7 separate regions of the Mus musculus genome follow, and regions 1, 2, 3, 4, 6 and 7 are each linked to region 5. The links are chromatin contacts, called in public Hi-C and HiChIP or PLAC-seq maps. All regions are on one chromosome and are shown on one strand. The core of a region is the stretch at or near the end of the contact, and the rest is flanking DNA. Distances in the headings are between cores, read along the strand shown.

What was found. A called contact is a pair of places that touch in the nucleus more often than the background predicts. HiChIP or PLAC-seq counts read pairs in DNA pulled down with a chosen protein or histone mark.
Region 1: a contact with region 5 is called in an H3K4me3 HiChIP or PLAC-seq map of embryonic stem cells, with 2.7 times the contacts expected there. The contact joins the enhancer-like site here to the promoter of Bmper in region 5. A contact is called at or near these places in 11 of 39 promoter capture datasets (the 3T3-L1 cell line, 3T3-L1-derived adipocytes, the HPC-7 cell line and 7 more), 4 of 484 Hi-C or Micro-C datasets (the N1E-115 cell line, nephron progenitors, stem cell-derived cardiac mesoderm and 1 more), 7 of 115 datasets of contacts at active chromatin or transcription factors (astrocytes, craniofacial prominence, embryonic forebrain and 3 more) and 2 of 9 other capture datasets (embryonic stem cells and liver).
Region 2: a Hi-C map of myocytes shows a contact between it and region 5, with 2.2 times the contacts expected there. The contact joins the enhancer-like site here to the promoter of Bmper in region 5. A contact is called at or near these places in 7 of 39 promoter capture datasets (the 3T3-L1 cell line, frontonasal cranial neural crest, hippocampal neurons and 3 more), 3 of 484 Hi-C or Micro-C datasets (muscle stem cells, myocytes and nephron progenitors), 13 of 115 datasets of contacts at active chromatin or transcription factors (the NIH/3T3 cell line, VIP interneurons, astrocytes and 10 more) and 3 of 9 other capture datasets (adipose tissue, embryonic stem cells and liver).
Region 3: an H3K4me3 HiChIP or PLAC-seq map of embryonic limb bud shows a contact between it and region 5, with 5 times the contacts expected there. The contact joins the enhancer-like site here to the promoter of Bmper in region 5. A contact is called at or near these places in 8 of 39 promoter capture datasets (the 3T3-L1 cell line, 3T3-L1-derived adipocytes, embryonic stem cells and 4 more), 1 of 484 Hi-C or Micro-C datasets (nephron progenitors), 5 of 115 datasets of contacts at active chromatin or transcription factors (astrocytes, craniofacial prominence, embryonic forebrain and 2 more) and 1 of 9 other capture datasets (liver).
Region 4: an H3K27ac HiChIP or PLAC-seq map of microglia shows a contact between it and region 5, with 4 times the contacts expected there. The contact joins the enhancer-like site here to the promoter of Bmper in region 5. A contact is called at or near these places in 15 of 39 promoter capture datasets (the 3T3-L1 cell line, the C10 cell line, the HPC-7 cell line and 10 more), 3 of 484 Hi-C or Micro-C datasets (the HPC-7 cell line, cerebellar granule neurons and cranial neural crest), 13 of 115 datasets of contacts at active chromatin or transcription factors (bone marrow-derived macrophages, craniofacial prominence, embryonic basal ganglia and 10 more) and 2 of 9 other capture datasets (liver and pancreatic islet).
Region 6: a contact with region 5 is called in an H3K4me3 HiChIP or PLAC-seq map of embryonic basal ganglia, with 5 times the contacts expected there. The contact joins the enhancer-like site here to the promoter of Bmper in region 5. A contact is called at or near these places in 10 of 39 promoter capture datasets (the 3T3-L1 cell line, 3T3-L1-derived adipocytes, the C10 cell line and 7 more), 16 of 115 datasets of contacts at active chromatin or transcription factors (the NIH/3T3 cell line, bone marrow-derived macrophages, craniofacial prominence and 9 more) and 4 of 9 other capture datasets (adipose tissue, embryonic stem cells, liver and 1 more).
Region 7: a Hi-C map of pancreatic cancer cells shows a contact between it and region 5, with 3 times the contacts expected there. The contact joins the enhancer-like site here to the promoter of Bmper in region 5. A contact is called at or near these places in 1 of 39 promoter capture datasets (the 3T3-L1 cell line), 1 of 484 Hi-C or Micro-C datasets (pancreatic cancer cells) and 2 of 115 datasets of contacts at active chromatin or transcription factors (the NIH/3T3 cell line and astrocytes).

Annotation. Positions count from the first base shown.
Region 1 is chr9:22,836,259-22,838,958 of GRCm38.p6, forward strand. All of the region lies in intron 21 of Bbs9 (Bardet-Biedl syndrome 9 (human)), which reads left to right. Among named protein-coding and RNA genes, the nearest start is that of Gm39309, 33 kb to the left of the region's middle. Within about 2 kb of position 1,308, at least 28 of the 459 cell types and tissues checked have an H3K27ac peak or open chromatin away from gene starts, as enhancers often do. A contact at or near this core is called in embryonic stem cells and stem cell-derived cardiac mesoderm, where this site is marked.
Region 2 is chr9:22,784,702-22,787,545 of GRCm38.p6, forward strand. All of the region lies in intron 19 of Bbs9 (Bardet-Biedl syndrome 9 (human)), which reads left to right. Among named protein-coding and RNA genes, the nearest start is that of Gm39309, 19 kb to the right of the region's middle. Within about 2 kb of position 1,545, at least 4 of the 459 cell types and tissues checked have an H3K27ac peak or open chromatin away from gene starts, as enhancers often do. A contact at or near this core is called in microglia and myocytes, where this site is marked.
Region 3 is chr9:22,874,166-22,876,875 of GRCm38.p6, forward strand. All of the region lies in intron 21 of Bbs9 (Bardet-Biedl syndrome 9 (human)), which reads left to right. Among named protein-coding and RNA genes, the nearest start is that of Gm39309, 71 kb to the left of the region's middle. Within about 2 kb of position 1,321, at least 8 of the 459 cell types and tissues checked have an H3K27ac peak or open chromatin away from gene starts, as enhancers often do. A contact at or near this core is called in embryonic limb bud, where this site is marked.
Region 4 is chr9:22,756,106-22,758,951 of GRCm38.p6, forward strand. The region is part of intron 19 of Bbs9 (Bardet-Biedl syndrome 9 (human)); the gene reads left to right. Among named protein-coding and RNA genes, the nearest start is that of Gm39309, 47 kb to the right of the region's middle. Within about 2 kb of position 1,291, at least 8 of the 459 cell types and tissues checked have an H3K27ac peak or open chromatin away from gene starts, as enhancers often do. A contact at or near this core is called in microglia, where this site is marked.
Region 5 is chr9:23,221,701-23,224,400 of GRCm38.p6, forward strand. Bmper (BMP-binding endothelial regulator) reads left to right here and starts at 1,376. Exons shown (of 15, transcript NM_028472.2): 1 at 1,376-2,073. The coding sequence starts at 1,941.
Region 6 is chr9:22,734,038-22,736,737 of GRCm38.p6, forward strand. All of the region lies in intron 19 of Bbs9 (Bardet-Biedl syndrome 9 (human)), which reads left to right. Among named protein-coding and RNA genes, the nearest start is that of Gm39309, 70 kb to the right of the region's middle. Within about 2 kb of position 1,419, at least 13 of the 459 cell types and tissues checked have an H3K27ac peak or open chromatin away from gene starts, as enhancers often do. A contact at or near this core is called in embryonic basal ganglia, where this site is marked.
Region 7 is chr9:23,566,281-23,569,062 of GRCm38.p6, forward strand. No RefSeq gene overlaps it. Among named protein-coding and RNA genes, the nearest start is that of Gm39311, 14 kb to the right of the region's middle. Within about 2 kb of position 1,346, at least 39 of the 459 cell types and tissues checked have an H3K27ac peak or open chromatin away from gene starts, as enhancers often do. A contact at or near this core is called in pancreatic cancer cells, where this site is marked.

The sequences.
Region 1 (2,700 bases), core at 58-2,557, 390 kb before region 5:
GCTGGTCTTCCCGTGATTGATCACTGTATTGTATGCACTCATGGTTTGCTGTGACGATCTCTATTTGCTGTAAAGAGAGGCCTCTTTGCTGAGGGGTGGTAGCTGGATGAGATTTAGAGTGTAATAAAGAATTATGCTGATCTAGCAAAGTGGCAATAGTAGAGTCTTATCTAAGGCCCATGACCTCACTATCCCTGAAAAGCTGGCTGCATTTCTGTCAAGCATGTTTTTCCTCCTGTTGAGTGGCCTTTAACTCTGATTAGACAGCAGTTGTTTACATCTTATGCCTATCTTAAAATTCTTGATGGTGTTATTTATTTCATCCAAGAAAATGAATTTTAACAGTAAATTCAACAGCTTTAATATCTACATGCTATGAAGATATCCAAGTGTCTGTGGCAAGGACCCTTTGACCCCAGAATTAAGTTGCTTTGTTTCTCTTCCAAGGTTGATAGCCGTGATTTGGAAGCTGGATATAAATGCTCGTTTGCTGTTGATATACTTGTGGTTGTTTTCAGAGCTCTCTCTTTTTCTTTAGCAAGGAGAAATAAGGAATCATTACTGTATATAAGCAGTACTTTTTTTGCCAAAAATGTTATAAAATACATATGTTATTAATATAAAGACAAAACTTTCAAATGAATGATTCTAAATTGGCTTAAATTTCATTGAAGAAGAATGTGCATTTGACAAATTAGAGACATATTTCCCAAAGAAAATTATAAGACTAAATATTATATCCTTGATGTTTAGAGTCTAAGAAATCACAGTGCAACACTAAGAAAAATGACTGCATGAGGCACAAGTGAGTTTCCCGGGTTGTCAGCTCTGTCCCAGTGGTGCTTCTGTGAGGTAATAAGGTCAGTGGAAGGGAAGGAGACCGGAAGGGTCTAGGGCTCTGCTCCCCTTCAGAGTGGAGCCTGATGTCATGGCGAAGCAGATCTAATTAGATGCACGCTACTTAAGGAATCCCAAAATCAGATTCAGGCCACTCTGTTAAAATATAAGGCCAGTGTCCCCGAGGTCATGACCTCATTATGAGTCCTCCTCCCATCTGATACTGCTCTGCTCTTTATTTGACCTAAAAAGATATAAATTCCTTCTGTATCCTAACAGCACCCAGCTCTGCCGAGTCCTGCTCACACCTCTTTATGCTTATACTGCATTTGTTTGCCCAGATCCCAGAAGTCTCGCTGGTTTTTGTCTTCTCTGGATCCAGGCTTTTCTGAACCTCCCTTGGAGCAGCATTGTCCCTTTGACCATTTCCTCCTCCTGGGCTATTCTTGTTCCTGGTCTCTTGGCTCTGGCATCCTCAGGTCAGGCTCTTTTTGGACCCCTCTCTTCTGTTTAGCCCAGTGAATGGGTGCTTCAGTAAGTTCTCTTTGTTCCTTTTGCTCTTATGGGCGTTTCAAATCTGTCAGCTGCTCTCTGTGTGCAGATTTGATCCTTACAGATTTGGTCTTTGCAGATGTGGGTCCTCATCATGTCTGTCTTAAACTTAGGGCAATCCTTCTGCCTCAGCCATGGGGATTAGAGGGTGCATTTTTTTCTTTCCTAACCTTGTCTTTCGCCATCTTGTGACATGGTAGAGCCGAATTTCCTATATAGCCATTAGTATTCAGCTGCCTCTGTAGAGTTCCTGCTTCTTCCGGCCTGCTCCGTTTGCCAGGGCTGCTCTCAGTGGGTGTCACTTCTCAGCAGGGCCCCTCCTCCCCCACTTCTCAGCAAGCAGAGCCCCTCCCCCACTTCTCAGCATGCAGAGCCCCTCCCCTACTTCTCAGCATGCAGAGCCCCTCCCCCATTTCTCAGCATGCAGGGCCCCTCCTCCCCCACTTCTCAGCATGCAGAGCCCTCCCCCAGAAGTTCTTGTTGACCTCACTCCCTCCTCTCACCCCAGAAAAGTCTTGCCTGTAGATTACCATAGACAGATTTACCCCAGTTGAATTGAATTGCCCTTCAGTTCCTACCTCTGCCTTGTGGACTGTTAATTCTGTAAGGTGTAAGATGGTTTAGCTATGGTTGATAGGCATTAGCTCCTTGAAAGCAGTGGATGCTTGTAAACTAATTCTTGAGTGTCTGCATGGAGAGCTTCCAGAGAAGTTTTGCCAATGTTCATGTACCATATTTTCCTGCAGTTACATATGTGGTCCCAATTTAGATGAAAGCCTGGCTTCTGACCAGCAGGTATGCATTGAGACACAGAGGCGTGCCTTCTTTGACAAGATCAAATCATCTTGAATTTCATCAGGTTGACTTATACATATTGTTAAAGGAAAGTACAACATGACATCATAGTATGCGGCTGTGTCTCTTCATTTGTACAAAATAAATATATAAAGAAACTGTAGACATCAGTTACCACAGGGAGTGAGTGAATGGTAGAGGAATAGAAGGAGAGAGGAGATGGGGGATGGGTAGGGAAGAAGAGGGGTAACCCTTGCTGAGAACCCCTCCATGTGTCATTCCAACTCCTAGAACTGTCTGTCATGACTTGAATGCCACTTTTTCAAAAACCTAAATGAATATGGCCAGAATGTGAGGGGAAAGCTGAGGGGGCAGAACTTGAAGCAGAGCTGGACTCTGTGCTGAACTGAACTCGTGAAGGCTGTGGGTACGGGAAGGAAAGCGTGAAGCTTCGTATGTTGACTGATAATGTAAAGCAGGCTGGGAGCGGGAAGGGATGCACACAACGACGGCTCA
Region 2 (2,844 bases), core at 295-2,794, 440 kb before region 5:
ATTAATACTTCTTGATCATGGAAAGGAAAGTATGGGCATATTGGTTAGTGGATCAGACCTAGTCTGGTATTTATAATTTAATTATAAAACTTCTAATATCATCTATCCAAACACATTTCTGATAGACATTTTGGTATTTCATAGTCTCCAGTGTTTGACTGAGATACCAAGTGCCTGAATGTCAGTTTTCATGGTCTTCTGCTCTGACTCTGGGCTCTACTGCTGATAGGAATCAAAGGTGCTTTGAGTATAAGAACATGGACTCTAGACCAGAGGGTCCCAACAAGGGTGATTTTCTTCTGAGAAGGACATTGATTGGCAACATCTGGAAATGCCTTTGGTTGTTCCAGCTAAAGGCAGGAGATGGTACTGGCACCTAGTGTGTGGAGCACAAGATGCTGGGTACCTCCTGCAGTTGCTGAGGCAGTCTAGTGATAAGGACTTACCTAGCCTCTTAATCTTCAGAGCAGTGAGAGCAGTGAAGACTTGGACGAATCTGTGATAAGCTTTGCATGTAGAAGTGTGGATGTTGATCCTCGTTACTTACAGACACAGTCAGCCTAATCAATCATGTAGCCTACAACTGTCCTTAAAACATAGCAGATTTGATCTTGTTCACCTGGAAGGCAAGCTTGTCCCAAGCAATCCTGCATGGTGCCCTAGTAAGTCACCGTCTTTGTGGATGTTCTCATGTTACAGAGCCATTGCAAGTTCTTATTTATTCTAGAATATCAGCTGCTCATGAAAATCTTGCTATGTGCCAGAGATTGTAGGCAGGTAAAGCTGCCAGCAAGGCAGCCTCTGGCCTGGAAGCATTTAGAGAAGAAACTAAGCACAGGGTCTCTTCAACAAGGCCTCTTCCAAGTCTAGTGTTCCAACAGGCCATGATTGTAAAAATGCTGTCCTTTACCCCAGTTCATGCTACACAAAACCAGGCAATCCTACTTGTTGCCTTGTGTTATTCCATGGACATATTGCATGTACGTATGTTTATTGTATTGTTGCATGTACATTGTCCATGTACATATATATTATTTCTATGTACTCTAGTTGTAAGCCTGTTCTACTAGGTAGTAAGGGTATAAATAAGTCTTTTACCTTAAAAAACAAAGTCATAAAAGCCACAAGTGTTTAGAAGAACCAGGCCATCTTCACAGATTTATTTTTGTTTGCTTATTTACATGTGAGTGTGTGTGTGTGTGTGGGGGGGTCATGTACTTGCATGTGTGCATATGTGTACGAGTATATAAATGTTACTTCATTTCAGGAAGTCTGAGGAAATGGTCAGTATTGTCACCAGCACTGTGGGGTCTCCAGGTTCTCAGAAGTCAGAAGTGGATCACTAGCATACTGTAGTTGGCCACATGTAGAACTCACCTAACACTGACCGCCTTAGCTAAAGGGGAGCTTGGGGACACCCAGCCAGCCAGCTCCTCATCCCGTTGTTGCTCCCCTTCGTGGACTGTGGTGTTCCATACTGCGTGGGTGGCTTCCTACTCACAGACATGTCTGTCTAGAAGACTGTTGCCCAAAGCATTCTAAACTTAGAAGCTATTCAGCCCTTGTAGATGTTGTTTTTGGAGAGAGATAACTGTGGCATTCTCCAGGGCTTGTAAAATGGGCTCTACATTGCCAACCATAGATTCCAGCTCCACTAAGCAATGTGTTCAGTGACAGAGCATGGCCCAGAAAATATTCATTTGTCTTTTTACAACTTGATTTCTGTTAATTATTATTATTTTTTTAAATTTGGGTTTCACTTGGCTGTAGGTAGATCATTTTATAGACAGAGGTAAAACTTTGGCCAGCTGTCGGGGGGCGAAGAGGCGGGGAGGTAAAAACCATAATCAGGCCTGAGATCAGTTGTATTTTTAGTTTTATATGAGACAGGCATTGGAGTCAGTTTCCTTTCAGCTGATGGAGTTACATGTCTACTTAGTGAATAAGCTGTGCAGAAATAGCAGTTATTCTCTGTGTCACTTGTAAATTAGTTGTCTCTCTCCTTTAACATTTTTTATGTATCAGTGGTATTATATATTTGAAATGCCTCAGCCAGTAGCTATGTCCCCACAGTGATTACATTCTTCTGGGAAGAACATTTAAAAGGAGAAGGAGAGGGGTTTCTTAAGTATAATGAAGTTTCTCAGGAATAATTTGTTTTCTAAAATGAGTTTTATGTGGATTTGCAAGGCATTTGGCAAGTACAGATTAGCGTCAGGGAAAATTCAAATCCTGGCAAGAGCCGCCTTGATTTCGAGGGTCACAGTAGTCAGGCCTTGCTGCTCCTAACTGCCAGGGTTTTTGTTTTTTTGGTTTTTGTTTTTATCATTTTATGGATATAGTATGTGTAAGTCAGGCTTTTAATGAGACATATACATTGATTTCTGCTCATATTAGCCATGCAAAATGGTCATGGTGAAAAATGTATTCTAATCCCAGGTTTAGAATTGAAAGCTGCATGGTAGAGGAATTCTACAGGAGCCTCCCTGTTAGAGATGCTACAGAATGGAGTCCATTCATTGTCCTCTACATGTAACCTAATGCAGCACTAAAAGTGGCTAAGAATTATGTTCTTGCTCGGTGTGTGGTGAGCTCCTATCATCCCAGCTCTCGGGAGGCAGAAGCTGACGGATCTCTGAGTTCAGTGCCAGCCTGCTCTACATTGCTGAGTTCCAGGACAGCCAGAGCTATAGAGAGAGACTGTCTCAAACAAACCAACAATAGCAAGAAAAATTAGATCCTTGCTATGCCTTCATAATAAAACTCCCAGGGCTGGCTTTAGTCTGTGCAGGAGTTCAAAGAGTAATGGATGCATATAGGTAATAGATTCAGGATGCCCTTACT
Region 3 (2,710 bases), core at 71-2,570, 350 kb before region 5:
GAGGCAGAAGCAGGCGGATTTCTGAGTTCGAGGCCAGCCTGGTCTACAAAGTGAGTGCCAGGACAGCCAGGGCTATACAGAGAAACCCTGTCTCAAAAAACCAAACAAACAAACAAGCAAACCCAAACAAACAAACAAACAAAAAACCCAAAAAAAAAACAAAAGTTCTTTGATTCCACAAAAATATGCTGAGAAAATTAAAAAGTAGAGCTAAAGAAAGTTCCGTGTGCTGAAGAAGGTGCTGGGTGGGCCTGGCCTGGGGAGCTGCCAGTCTTCTATGATCAGTGCCTGTCCCAGGTCGTGCTGAGTCTACTCCATGATGCAGACCTTCATACTGCTCTGGGCTTTGCCTCCTTCCCCTCTGTGGCCTCTCCCTTCACTACCTATTTGGTTTCACCTTTGAAAGCAAATGAATCGCTCAGAGGCCATATTAATATAGCAAGTTTATGAAAGAACTCACTCTTAGTATTTCCACAGTCTCAACATAAGGAAAACACCAGATGAAACAGCAGTAGAAAGGCAAATAGGCTAGAGGTAGAACCAAGTGTTAAAAGTAGGGCGATAATGGAGGGAGACAGACAATAGATCAAACATGAATGCAGTAGAGAAGCCAGTTGCCTGGATTACCACACAACAGTATAGCCAGTCAATAGACCTCAAAACCATCAAGGCCATCAAAGCAGGAAATTCTGGAAAGCTGTCACAGCTAAGGAGAGCCAAGAAGACAAAATCACCAATATCATTGGTATTTTGGGCATTATATAGAACTGAAAGAAATCTCAATAAAGCATGGATTATTTGTCAATGGGAACACACCAGCATTAGCTCATTACTGTAAAACCACACCACACTAATGAGAGACTTGGGGAGATTACAGAGGATGTATGGGAGCTCTGCACAACTACTGAATCTCTCTCTCTATATAGCTAAAACTATTGCAAAAAGCAAAGTCTTTTAAGAGAGAAGTTTGAGGCTGTATATATACAACAGCATGGTTTTACAGTAGAACAATGATGCTTTGAAATTACGGTGGAAACTATGTGTTGGTGGCAATGCTCTAAGGTAAGGCATCTAGCTGTGTAATAAATGCCTGTAAGTAGCAAGCCTGGGAATTACGATGTGCAGAGCACCATTCTATTAGTCTTGTTAGGTCAGGAATGGCAAACTATTGCCTGTGGGCCAAACCTGGGCCACCACCTGCCTTAGTAAATAAATCTTTGTTGGAACCTAGCCAACAAACACATTCACATGTACACATGGAACTTGGCTCCTTTGTCACAACAGTGGCAGTAGAGACCAGATGGTCTGTAGATTCCAAACAGTATTTACCATCTGGTCAAGCTCCTGGTTTAGGCTGAGTCTAAACTAAAACATGAGGCAGGCTAGCAAGGCCACAAGGATTCTCTTGGGGCATAATCAGATGTTATGAAGAGATGAATGAAGAGGGATAGAGAGGGGGCAGATAGGCCTTGAGTTTGGAGAGCTGTTTGGGATGCTAACATTTGCAGAGACTATCCTATTTTCCTATTTTCTCTGGAGCAGTGTCTTAGCTATAGACTTCGTCAGTAAAATCTGCCTTTTTACCCCCTCCTAGTTATTTTATCTTGGCTCTTAATTCTATTATTTCGCTGTTCTAGCTGACATGAAAATAAATCACCAGAAATAAATATAGTATGGCTGTGCTACTGTTTCATATACCAAGTTCCAAATTTGCTGATTTCACATTTGTTGCTTAAAATTGGCCTTGATGGTGATTCTATTGCCTGTTATCAGTAAGTATCACTATTTAAAAATACTGAAGAACACAGACACACACACACACACACACACATGCACACACACACGATTAGCCTTGATGATGATTCTATTGCCTGTTATTAATAAGTATCTCTGTCTATGAATACTGAAGAACACAGACACACATACACACCCAGGCACACACACATATATGTATACACACATGCATATACACACAGGCACAAGCACACAATTGTCCTTGATGAAGGCTTTGTATCATGACTGGAAAGTCAGAGGACCCTGCTTCTGCTGGCTCCACCCATGCCAGCTGCCCCACAGACACTATAACACTGTTCACCTTGCAGTCTGGTTTTGTTTTTTGGTATTCTGGATGGCAGCTACATTTATTTCTGTCTGACCTTCTATCATAACCTCTAATAGTTGTGTGTCAACTGTGTGACATCACCCTGCAGAGAAAGCCCGAGCTCATTTGTTCAACCTCCTTTTTAAACAAAACAAAACAAAACAAAACAAAACAAAACAAAACAAACATCTACTTATTAACTTTCTTTTTAAATATTTGTTAAACAGGACAACTGGTCGATCTCATATTTATTTTTAAAAATTATGTTTTTTTTAAGTTCTGCTGGCAGACTTCCTGTATTTGTTAAAGCAACAATTAAAAATTAAAACATCTGCACAGCGGGTGGGGAGGAGGTATGGAATGTGGAACAGTCAGGGGGTGAATGGGGGTGAATTAAATATGGAGTGAAAAAAAATTAATTTAAAAATTCAAATAATATATTGTGATCCTATTCTTTCCTCACCCCAACTCTTCCCAGATCTTCTATACCTCCCTCCCCACCTAACTTCATGCTTTTTTCTTTTTTTGAAAAACCAAAATCAAAATAGATAAAGGAAGGAAGGAAGGAAGGAAGGAAGGAAGGAAGGAAGGAAGGAAGGAAGGAAGGAA
Region 4 (2,846 bases), core at 41-2,540, 470 kb before region 5:
TAAAATGTGAACCCACTGAATGGGTGGATTCCTCCCACTTTTTAGTCACAGCTCCAACTGCTACTTCCTAGAATGCAATGGCATAGTTATTTAGCAGGCTCTGACATCTAGGATCTTGTTATGCAAGACAGCTATCCTGAACTTCCCATCTTTGCTGGAAGAGACATTTATTTACCCATATCCAGGATGCAGAGAATAAATACAGAAGAGAGAATCAAAAGAGAAGCTCTGCTTTTAATTCAGGCCATCACTTGTTGCGCCTGATGCAGGAGTACAGGTAGGCACAGAGAGGAGGGGAGACTGGTAAGACACCACCTGGGTCACTGTGCGCTTCCCTTACATTTGTTACCAAAGCAGAGTACACATTTCAGTGTCCATTCTTCAATTATAAACCTGAGGGAAATTTAAAGTTACCCACCAGTTGAAAGAATTTAAAATCAGAGCCCAAGGTTTTTAAGACTTGCCATTCCCAAATTTGTTCCAGGATATTCTCTGTACTGTGACTAAAGGTCATTGTGATATCTATGATCAAACAAAGACGGCTTACCAAAAGTCACTAATAACACTGTATAAACACTCGTCTCTTGGAGTAAGGGTCCACAGATGAGGCAGGGGGAGCAGAGGGTACACACAGTGATCCAACTCTTCTGTTTTGATGCTCACAGGATGATTTCATTATATCCAGAAATTCCAAATACTTCCAAAACAGTTATTAGACATAAACGACGGGCACATTGACTTACTTGTTGAGCAGTTAAATGATTTCCTCTTTTTAAAATAGTCTAGCAAAATATGAACCACTAAAGCAATCACTTATTAACAGCTCTTAAAACAGAGCACAAAACTGGCAGCCCCGGGTTTCTCTTACAGTCTTCTGTGGTTCTAAACTTGGGTGGTTTGGAGTCCCAGTCCAGACAGGCTTTAAAAAGAAAAGAAGAAAAGAAAACTCAGTTCCTTAATTATCACCCTGCTCAAAGGAGGCACATAGAGCAGCAGTGGCTCTCGGTGGCCTCTAATGCCAGGGTAAGCTGTCAGTTGTTACTGGAAGGAATTCTTGCAGAATAAGGTAAGTGACTTTGTCAGACTGCCTTGAGTAGAAACCTATTAGACATGAAGGCGATACGATGAGATAGGAAACAAGAAAACAAAGCAAAAGCAAAAGAAAGTGTGTGTGTGTGTGGGGGGGGGGGGGGTAAGCCATGCCGTTTCTGCTGTAGGAGATGAGATCTCTTGATGCGTGAACAGACTGTCTGGTCAAAGGCACGTCACATCTGGGTTTTTTTTTTTTTTTACCTAAAAGGCATAAAGGGCACCAGTAGCCCTGAAGCTCTTGACAGTGAATCACCAGCCCAGCTTCACTGTGGGTTTCTGAGTTCTCCCCATCAAGTCTGAGGCAGAAGTCAGCCTGCTTCTTGTTGTCCTAAGTTCCTCCATGATAGAGCCAGGGACATCTGGTACTCCTTTGGGTCAGTAGAAACAGCTGACATTTCACAAATACTTCCCACACATCTTCTCAATCGATTTTCATAACTTGATAGCTACAGGCGTTATTGACCCTTTCTGAAGAAAAGTGTGTTACAAAACATTTTGGTTTGGTTTTGTTGAAAAGACTATTTTAAAAATAGTTCTTAGTTTTGGGGAGGGGTAATTTAGGATCCTCATCCAGGACATACAGCAATGACTGGAGAGATGTTGTTGTTATTATTATTATTATTATTATTATTATTATTATTATTATGTCACCTGGGAGGAAGAGGATACTGTTTGTGTCTGGGAAAGAGAGGCTTAAGGCACTGTTAAGCCCCACCAGTGTGCATGATGCCCCTCACCACAGATAAACATCTGGCCTCAAGTGTGCAAGGAGCTGAGGCTAAGAAACTGCTCAAGAGAAGGAACCCAAGGGCTTTGGGCAGAACTGTCTGCAGCTGGGGATGGTTTGTGTAGGTGATGCTGTGCCGACTGCAGCTGGGGATGGTTTGTGCAGGTGATGCTGTACCGACTGCAGCTGGGGATGGTTTGTGTAGGTGATGCTGTGCCGACTGCAGCTGGGGATGGTTTGTGCAGGTGATGCTGTACCGACTGCAGCTGGGGATGGTTTGTGCAGGTGATGCTGTACCGACTGCAGCTAGGGATGGTTTATGTGGACGATGCAGGGTAGTCTACACAAGTGCCTAAAGCTTTTGGAAGTTTTGAGATTTACAGAATGCACCCTGCCCCTTTGTGTGCTGCTTACCCTGTCCTTGTATCAGTGTTTCCCCACAAGGCTCCCGTGTCTTTCACAGAGGAGCAGTATTAGAAACCAAGATGTGGGCGTTGGCTTTTAACCCCTCAAATCTAAAATAGCTTTGTTTATTAGGTCTGTTTTTATTATTTGGTATTTGTCATAAACATGAGTGTATTTTAAAATAGGTTTTTCATGTTGGAGTTTATGTGGGTCAAACAGTATTGGCTTTTAAGAGGACAGCCTTTCTGAATTACATTGGTGACGATGTGCTTTGTGAAACAGGCCTCTTTTCTGACACGGTGATGGTGTTTGGGACTGTTGTTGCCTCAAGTCAGCCTTGTCGTTGAGCTGCTGACTGACTCAGTTTTATCACAGCTGTAGAACCACATAGTGCTCCATCCTGTCTGGTCCACACACAGATGATTTGTTCTGCATGGGAAACATCTGCAGTGGTGACCCTTGCTGGAAGAGTTTTATTGAGTTAAGTTTATTGGATACTTTTTCATTAGCCAAGTTCAGTTATAGAAAGCTGTGTTTTAAATTCTTCTAAAACTTAATGTTCCAAGACTTGATAATTTCTGGACCTTTTCTTAGCTTTGATTAGTAACTGACTGACTGGTTT
Region 5 (2,700 bases), core at 126-2,625:
TTTCTGTAGACTCAGGGAGTCAGCGAAACATTCAATCAACACTTTGACTTTCAAGGCATCTAGCCATGGTGTTATTTGGGGGAAACATGTAACCACATTGTCTCTTGTCTCTTTTAATTTAAATTTTACACAAAATCTGTTTTGAGAGGGAAATGGAGCATGCTAAGCTAATGACAGCGTTCCTTCCTCCCACTTGTCCACGTCACAGAGATGTGGTCCTTGTGTTGGGATGTTGGCCACGATGCACTCACTAAAAGCACCCTTTAAATCTCTAGAAAAAAACAAATGAGCATGCGGATGGCAGGCAGGGGCAGGTAAATGTGGTGACATTAGAGGAGTGTATCTGAGGACTGTCAAAGGAGTTTCTCACTACAGCTACAAATGCTACCTAAAACTGGCCAGAGACTAGGGGAAAACTAGGCTTGTCAGCAATTAGAGTTTGGATCCACAAGGCGCTTCAGGAACTAATGTGGGGTGGGCACCTGCTGGCTGGCTGTTCTTCGTGTGGGTGGGAGCATGTGATCACAGTAGGCTCCAAAGAAGGCTAGCTGATCATTGGTTCCAAGCACCTTTCACTCTCACCTGGCACCTTCCCAATGTAGTTATAAAAATTCTCTTTTCTAGATTAGCACCCCTTTTGAGTAGAGCCAGGCACTGCTTGGCGGGTGCGTGTAGGGCGGGTGTGTGTGTGTGTGGGGGGGGCAGGACGTGGGAGGGATGCTGGGACTCAGCGGGTACCGGGTGGCGGGGCGAGGGGATCAAAGACCGAGACTGGGGGACATCAGGGCCGCCCAAGCAAGAAACGCTGCAGGGTAGCGGCTGCCACCGCGTGCCCTGCTGGGCGGCCGCCGCGAAGGCGGCCTGCGTGGAGATTAGCGGCAGCGGTCCCTCCCTGGCCCGCGAGTGAATGAATGATTAGTCTAACGCACCTCCCTGGCCCGGGCAGCTCCGGCTGGGAAGGGCGGAGTCTGAGCCACCGATCCACGCTTTAAGGGAGAAAGGCTCTGGCCGTTGTGCGTGCATTAGCCGACCCTTTCTGTCGCTCCAACTTCTGTCCTCCCTAATGTCAGGCCCACAGAGGCATAAGCACAGGAACCTGATCTCCAAGGTCACTCGTCCCTCTGTCCCCTCAGCCTCGTGAGTCCCCCGCCTTTGCCCGAGGGAGTCAAAGGGCTGTGGAAAGTTGAGGGACCCTCCTGCATTCGATCCGTGGCTCCTTCCGAAGCTGGGGCAGCGGGAAGCGCCGGGTCTTCTGCTCCGGGCGCTAGCGGGTAGTGGCATCCCTGCTGGGGGCGGCTCCTCTGCGCGGGAGGAGGCGGTGCGCAGGGCGCTGGAGACGCGCCTTCCAGGCTCCGGCAGCGCCCCGGGGCCGGTGGCCGGGGCTGGGCTAGACCGCCTGGCTGGGCGTTCGCGTGCGCCGCTGTCGCTTCTGAGCCGGCATAGCTCCGGCGCCAGGATCGTAGTCCCTCGTGCGACCCTGCGGATTCCGCGCAGAGCCTAGTACGCCCCTCGGTCCCGCACGGAGCAAGCGCGCGGGCCGGACACCGCGCTCGGGGGCCGGGCCGGAGCTGCGCGTGCGGGAGCCGGAGCTCAGCCGGGCTCCAGAGCTGCGAGCGCACTCGGCAGTCGCCGCCGCCGCTCCCCAGATCCCGCCGCTCAGCCACCCCTCCTCCCGGCCCAGCTCTGGCGCGGAGGGGCTGACGGCTAACCCGCTGAGAGCAACTCCCTTAGAAAAAAGCCGCCGCATTGGCCGAGGCTGGCCGCAGGACCCCTCCTCCCGGGGCGCCCCCACTCCTCCCCCGCCGCTCCGGGCGCCCGCCTCCCTCAGCCGACTGTCTCCCGGCACGCCGGCCCACAGCCCTTTTGACTGCGAGCAGCGGCTGCCGAGCAGAGGCGGCGACGCGGGACCTGCAGTCGCCCGGGATTCCCTCCAGGTGACGATGCTCTGGTTCTTCAGCGTCAGGGCTCTGGCTGAGCGTCCTTGCCGACGCTCGCCTGGGATTACCTGCTGCGTCTTGCTGCTGCTCAATTGCTCCGGGGTCCCCATGTCTCTGGCTTCCTCCTTCCTGACAGGTAGGGGGGTGGGGGCGGGAGGGACCAGTCCTCCGGGACTCTGGGTGGTTTCTTGGGAGAAGAGGCACTGGCAGACCGGGGATGAGAGGACGAGGAACGCGCACCTTGCCTGACTCTCGCGGGCGGTGGGGATGCGGAGAAGCCTAGAGAAAAGGGATGGGAAGGCTATGAAGAGGTAGAGAGATGGGGGACTGAGAGACTGCTACCTTTGACAGAGTGCTAATAGGCACCCTGCTATATGAAGTTGGGAAATTCCTTGATTTATATTTAATCTTTTTTCCCCAATCCTTGTTTTAATCGTAGCCACTCTTGTGCAATTAAGGAAAAGACCGCGCCGTTTCCCGCACATCCTCTTTTCTCAACACCATAGGATTCCAATAAATCCACGGTGCTAGGCAGCATCTTTAAAACATGACTTTCCAGACCTTGAATGTAAAGAAGCGATCTTATTTTTAAAGGTTACTAATAGCATGATATGATAATTACAGGTTTTCAGGCAGGTGAAGACCTCGGCTTCTATTTTGAAGGACATGCTTTACTGACACCTGGTGCAGAAAAGAGAATATTTTAAAGAGGAAAGAGATTGCGCTTCAAAAAGTGATTGCATTTCAACCCACAACAGTTGGC
Region 6 (2,700 bases), core at 169-2,668, 490 kb before region 5:
TTTGCTTAATGTGCAAGCTGATGAGAACACATGGACTTTAAATTTCATGTAGGTAAATCCATCAGGAAAATGACAATTATGCCAAGGAGCTAAAATGCCAAAAGGATTGTACTCCTCTCTTGACATTGCATTTCTCTGTTTGTGAGTTTCATTTTCTGAGCCCAGCTTGTACATAGGAGACCTGTCTGAGGAAGCTCTGAGCCACCATGAACCTGTGGCTAATTGGGAGAGAACTCCTCTGCATGACATCAAGGTAAAAAATGAAACCAACCAAACAACAACAGGAACCAAAACAAAACTGGTGCATTGTAGGTCTTCCTGGTGTGGAGGGCATGGTATCCTCAGAGCTGAATAGACTAAGATAAGCACCATGTGTTTAGTAGGAATGACTCTGGTATACAATGGACTTAGCTCTGCTTTATCACTAGATGTCTTTTCTTAAGATTTGAAGGGACTTAGCACTAATGAAGAAGAGCAAATTGGAGCAGCACTTAACGGGGCAGTCCATCATAGTTTTGATCTCAAAATGATCACCAAGAGGAAAGAGCCATGGGAATGCACTCTAGTCCGTTAAACATTTAGGTTATATTATTTTTCTTAAGTTACTTCAGAAATTACCCTTTGGCAGTGTGATTGCTGTGCAATGTGATTACATATACCTTTTGTGAATAAGCCTAAAAGCTTCCTTAGAAGACCAGCCAGTGCCATTCACTCCAGGTGTTCATTTTTTGACTGCTAAACTCAAGTGTTAAGCCATGAGTATAGTGTTTTATCTCCTTGCTTTAGTGTTGTCCCAGAAATAATTTAATAGAGAAGATCAGATTAATCTAGTTCACTATACCATGGAAGATGATCTGAACTGAAAATGGCATCACTTATAACTAGGTCTGTGAGGGAGCTGTCATGAACATCCCCAAGCCAGGTCTCCTGATAGCATGCTTTTCTTGGTTCTAAAATACTCCTGTGCGGTATCATTTGTAGAACATTTGCGCTAAGAGTTTCCCTTGCAGGATTTTAGAGTCAAACAGCCTTTTATATGCTGGTCTCTTTCTCCCTCATTCTCTCCCAAGGCTCTGATCTGTAACAGCTGTGCATGAGTAAGGAGACGTGCATGTTCCTTGAGGCACGTTTCGTCAATCACCTAGCCGCTCCACCCAGAGTCTAGAAACAGAATCAGTTCCTCCACTGCCTCGTTAGCAGACCCTTGACTGAGAGGTAGAGATAACTCTGCCGAGTTTGCTTGTTTATTTTTCTCCAGCATAATTCATTTAATTTTGTACAAATTGCATATGTTAATTAAACAGTTGAATTTTCTAGCCTCACGGATTTTGTAGAAGAGGACACAGTAGTTACATGGAAATGCATGTGTAGTCATCAGAAAGTTCCCGTCACCTGATCACCGTCTAGTGCCTTTCCCTTGGCATATCTTGGGATCCTGTTGGCAGACTTGTCCCAGCCCTCCCACACCCTGATGTTGTGGGGAGTAGGTGATAGCTGCATTTGAATGCCTGTGTTTTTACTCTGGGCATTTGTTTTCCATCAGCGTGTAATGCGGTTCCATTGATTGGCACAGTGATGTATTATTCATGCCGCTCTAGCTTCGGCCCATTAGTGCTATCAGCCTTAGTGTTCAGTCTGAAGAGATACAATTATGTCGAGAACTCTCCGTTTCAGCTTGTGCTGTTTGCATGCCTTTCACATTTATAGAAAAGATTTCTTATAGAGCAGATCTTTTAATTTTGTTGATGCCAACTGGAATTAAATCAGTTGATATGGGGCTGATATAAGCATTATCCTTTAAGTAATTTCATACTTTATGAATAGCCAATGCACATAACTTGAAAAATTTGGCATGCACAAAATTTGGAATCATATGAGGAGGAAAATAAAATTACATGGAATTTTATCACCTTATTAATATGCTCAGCTTCTAGTCTTGTAAAAAATGTGGAGAAAGTTTATGTTATATCTATAGTTTAAATAAAAATTTTAAGTATTATAGCACATATATGTTGCCATAGTACATTTTAAAATTAGATTTTTGATGTATATATGATAATTGTTAATTTTCAAGCATCATTTATTTTCTTTTATTTATTGAGAATGTCATAAAGAGTGCTCTATTTCCATAATTTCCACATTTCTTGTCCTTTTTCTATCTTTTTTTACACTGCCCTCATACTCCTCAAATTCATGGCTTCTTATCTTTGATTATAATTGTTATACACACACACACACACACACACTCACACACTTTATAAGCAGCACCTGCTGAGTTCATTTAGTGTTGCTCACGTTTACATGAGTTCATGACTAACTATTTGGAACTGGGATAACCTATAACCTATCAGGGAGTTCATCTCTAGAGAAGACTGTTTCTCCCTCTTGCAGTAACTTTAGTTCCTGATAGCTCTTCATCAAGGAGTGGTATCTTATGAAATTTCTTCCCTCCACACTGGCATTACCGTTGGCCTTGCCATTTCTCGGGTCCTAGTCACACAGCCATAGAGTTGAGATTTCATGGGTGCAGCTTCCCTGTCATATACAGTAAATACTTTTGCCCAGCAGATATCTTGGTTCTCTGGCTCTTACTATCTTTCTGACCCATCTTCTACAATGTTCCTGGCCCTTAACTGTAGGGATTCTATTATTGACTTATTAACTGAGGTTGGACACCCATAGTCAGTTCTCTGCATTTTG
Region 7 (2,782 bases), core at 96-2,595, 340 kb after region 5:
AGAGGGCAATGGGAAACCACAGCCACAGTTCCATACATGTCCAGCTTAGTGAAGAATGGATCAGGACAGATGTGAACACAGCATGGGCAACTCTCTGGAAGCTGCATCATCAAAATGCATGCATGACAACTCAGGAACACTGCACCACAGCAGTTTTCTGTGCATTGGGTAGACAACTACACCACTATGGAGTCTCCCGCCTGCTCCCCTCCATTGTCTGATGCTTATATGACCTCAGGAAGGAGCCTGCTATGTCTTGGACGTATTACGAATTGCCTGAGTGTTACGTGTTTCTTATGTACTTCATGCGTCTCTTTTCCTTCCAGGAGGAAATCTTTCAATGAAGAGGAAATCGCTATACAACACGTGTAGCCCCGCCCCTACTGCGCTGTACAGTCCACTCCTACGAATGTGCTCTGCCTATCTTTTTGTCTTGTTTATAGATGTCCACATGCACTGCTCCTTTTCTTCACGTCCCTCTCCTCTCTTTCTATTAAGACAGCCAATTTAGAAGCTCAACTATTTTGCTGACCGCGAGTCAGTTCCCTAGTTGCTTCCCTTTTCTCTTTCCTCTAAACAGTAGGTAGCAGGCCAGGTTGTTTAGTGTGTTCTCCTAAGTGTATGTTATCAGCAAGCCTCTACTTCTGTTCCAACGTTTTCTTGCCCCTGAAATCCCTAGATCGGCTGCAGAAAGTTCAAACGTACAGAACCATTTCTCTTTAATTGCTTGGTTGGTGTGACATATGGCTCCAGTAGCCTCCTAGGTTAGCTTTGCCTCATTCATCAGAAAGAAGATGTGCCTATCCCTGCCAAAGACTCTTATCCTGTTTGCCTTCAAGAAAGTCATATATCATCTGGCCTGGTCCAGAGATGTTTGGCTTAATGCTGTAATTATAACTGTGAGTACCTGGACTGGCCCTCCTGCTGGCCTCAGATGCAGTTGTTTCTCATGAGTGTGACTAATGGCCATTGCTGAGGACAGGAGATGATTCATTTCCACTGACTCCTGTGGTTTCTAAATAAAACACTTAAGCAAAGAATAGACAAAAGGAAAGTTTCAGACAGTGATGAAACTGCTGTCAGTTCTATCTGACATGGTTTATTTCCAGCTCAGGGACCATACATTAGGAGTAAAAAGATAACTCACCTCCTAAAAATTTTGTGATAAATGTTCACAATAGTATGATTGAAGTACTTATTGAAAAGCATGTTATTAACATGAAAAGGTTTCCCCTAAATTTAGTTAATAGTGTACTGACATTTTAATAGAAAGCCTTACTGATAAATACTAAGCACTGAGTGGCTGAGTAGACAGGACCTGTGAGGAGCTGAGTTGACTCCAGACCTGTGACCTATAAGCATACGTGTCAAGTGTGTTTAATGCTGTGTTCCCCTTAATCCACAACTCCCAGGTATACCAAGAAGCTACATAGGTTCTGCATATAGATCTCAAAGTGAGGAGGTTATATTTTAGAACCTGAAGTGAAAATGGCCAAAAGAGTCTAAGGAACATTAATGGTATGTGGCCTGAGGTCTGCCCACATCAGCCTTACCTGGATGCTTGTAAGGAACTCAGAATCTAGATCCCATGTAAGACTCCCTAACCCAGAATTTATGCTAATAGGAGGGGAGATCTGGAAAGGGGATAACATTTGAAATGTAAATAAAGAAAATATCCAATAAAAGGCAAAAAAAAAAAAAGATCCCAGGTGCTTTCTATTGAAGTATGAAGAGAACTGTAAGTCAGACACCTGCAACCCAACTCACATACATACCCCTCACAGCCCCAACACCCTACACACAAGCCCACAGACATCCCCACACCCCACACTCCATACACGCCCTCACACCCCATACATACCACACAAACTCCCACCCTCACTCCCAGTCTTCCCTGCACCTCTCACACACCCTCCCCCACACTGAGAAAAATACAGTGTTTGTGTCTTAATAAACCATAGAATACACTTCTTTCCTTCTCTTCCTTAAAATTCAAATCTCATAAAATATTTATAGAAAGGAAAACATTTGAATAGAGACAATTTGTTTGTAAAGATTTATTAAATGAATTAAACCAGGGCTTAAAAAGGTTTTACTGTAAAGGCACTGTAGGTAGTGTCTCTGTAAATGCCACAGCTGGCAGAGTAACAGCATGAAACAGGAAGGATATCTAGTTCTGTATAAACTAGCTGGTATTGGTTCAAACTTCTAGAATCTCACTCTGGGTAGTTTATTGTAAATATATTTAAATACAGTACAATTTAGGGGAAAAAATTCCTGGTGTACCACAATCCACTCTTCTTAAAATACATCCATAAAGATGTTCTAAAGACAGGGTACATGTGTTACCGTAAAGGCCTAGGAGAGAATTTGGTGTGGTATAGGATGCAGCTAGTAGAGGTATTTGGGGCTATTAGCTTCCTCCTGTGCTTGTTATGGGAGTGTGGGGAAATTCCTTGTGCATACAGGTAAAACAGAGATCACCTATCCTAGTGGTGAGAGCTTGGGAGAGCCACTGCCTATCTAGATAATGCAAAGGTCATCTAGACTCTTAGCCACCTCTGGCCTACTTGTGGCAGCTCTGTATGGCCTGGCCCTACAAATCATGAAGATCACCACACTATTAATCACCTCCATTATCAGCCTTCTGGTGGAAAAACATGTTACACATCTTTTTCTTAGAAAAGACAACTCTGTGTGTTTAGCGTTCCTTGTATCCCTAGACCTTTGTTCTTCCAATACAACATAAGAGAGTTATCATAGCATATGCTATGATAGGATA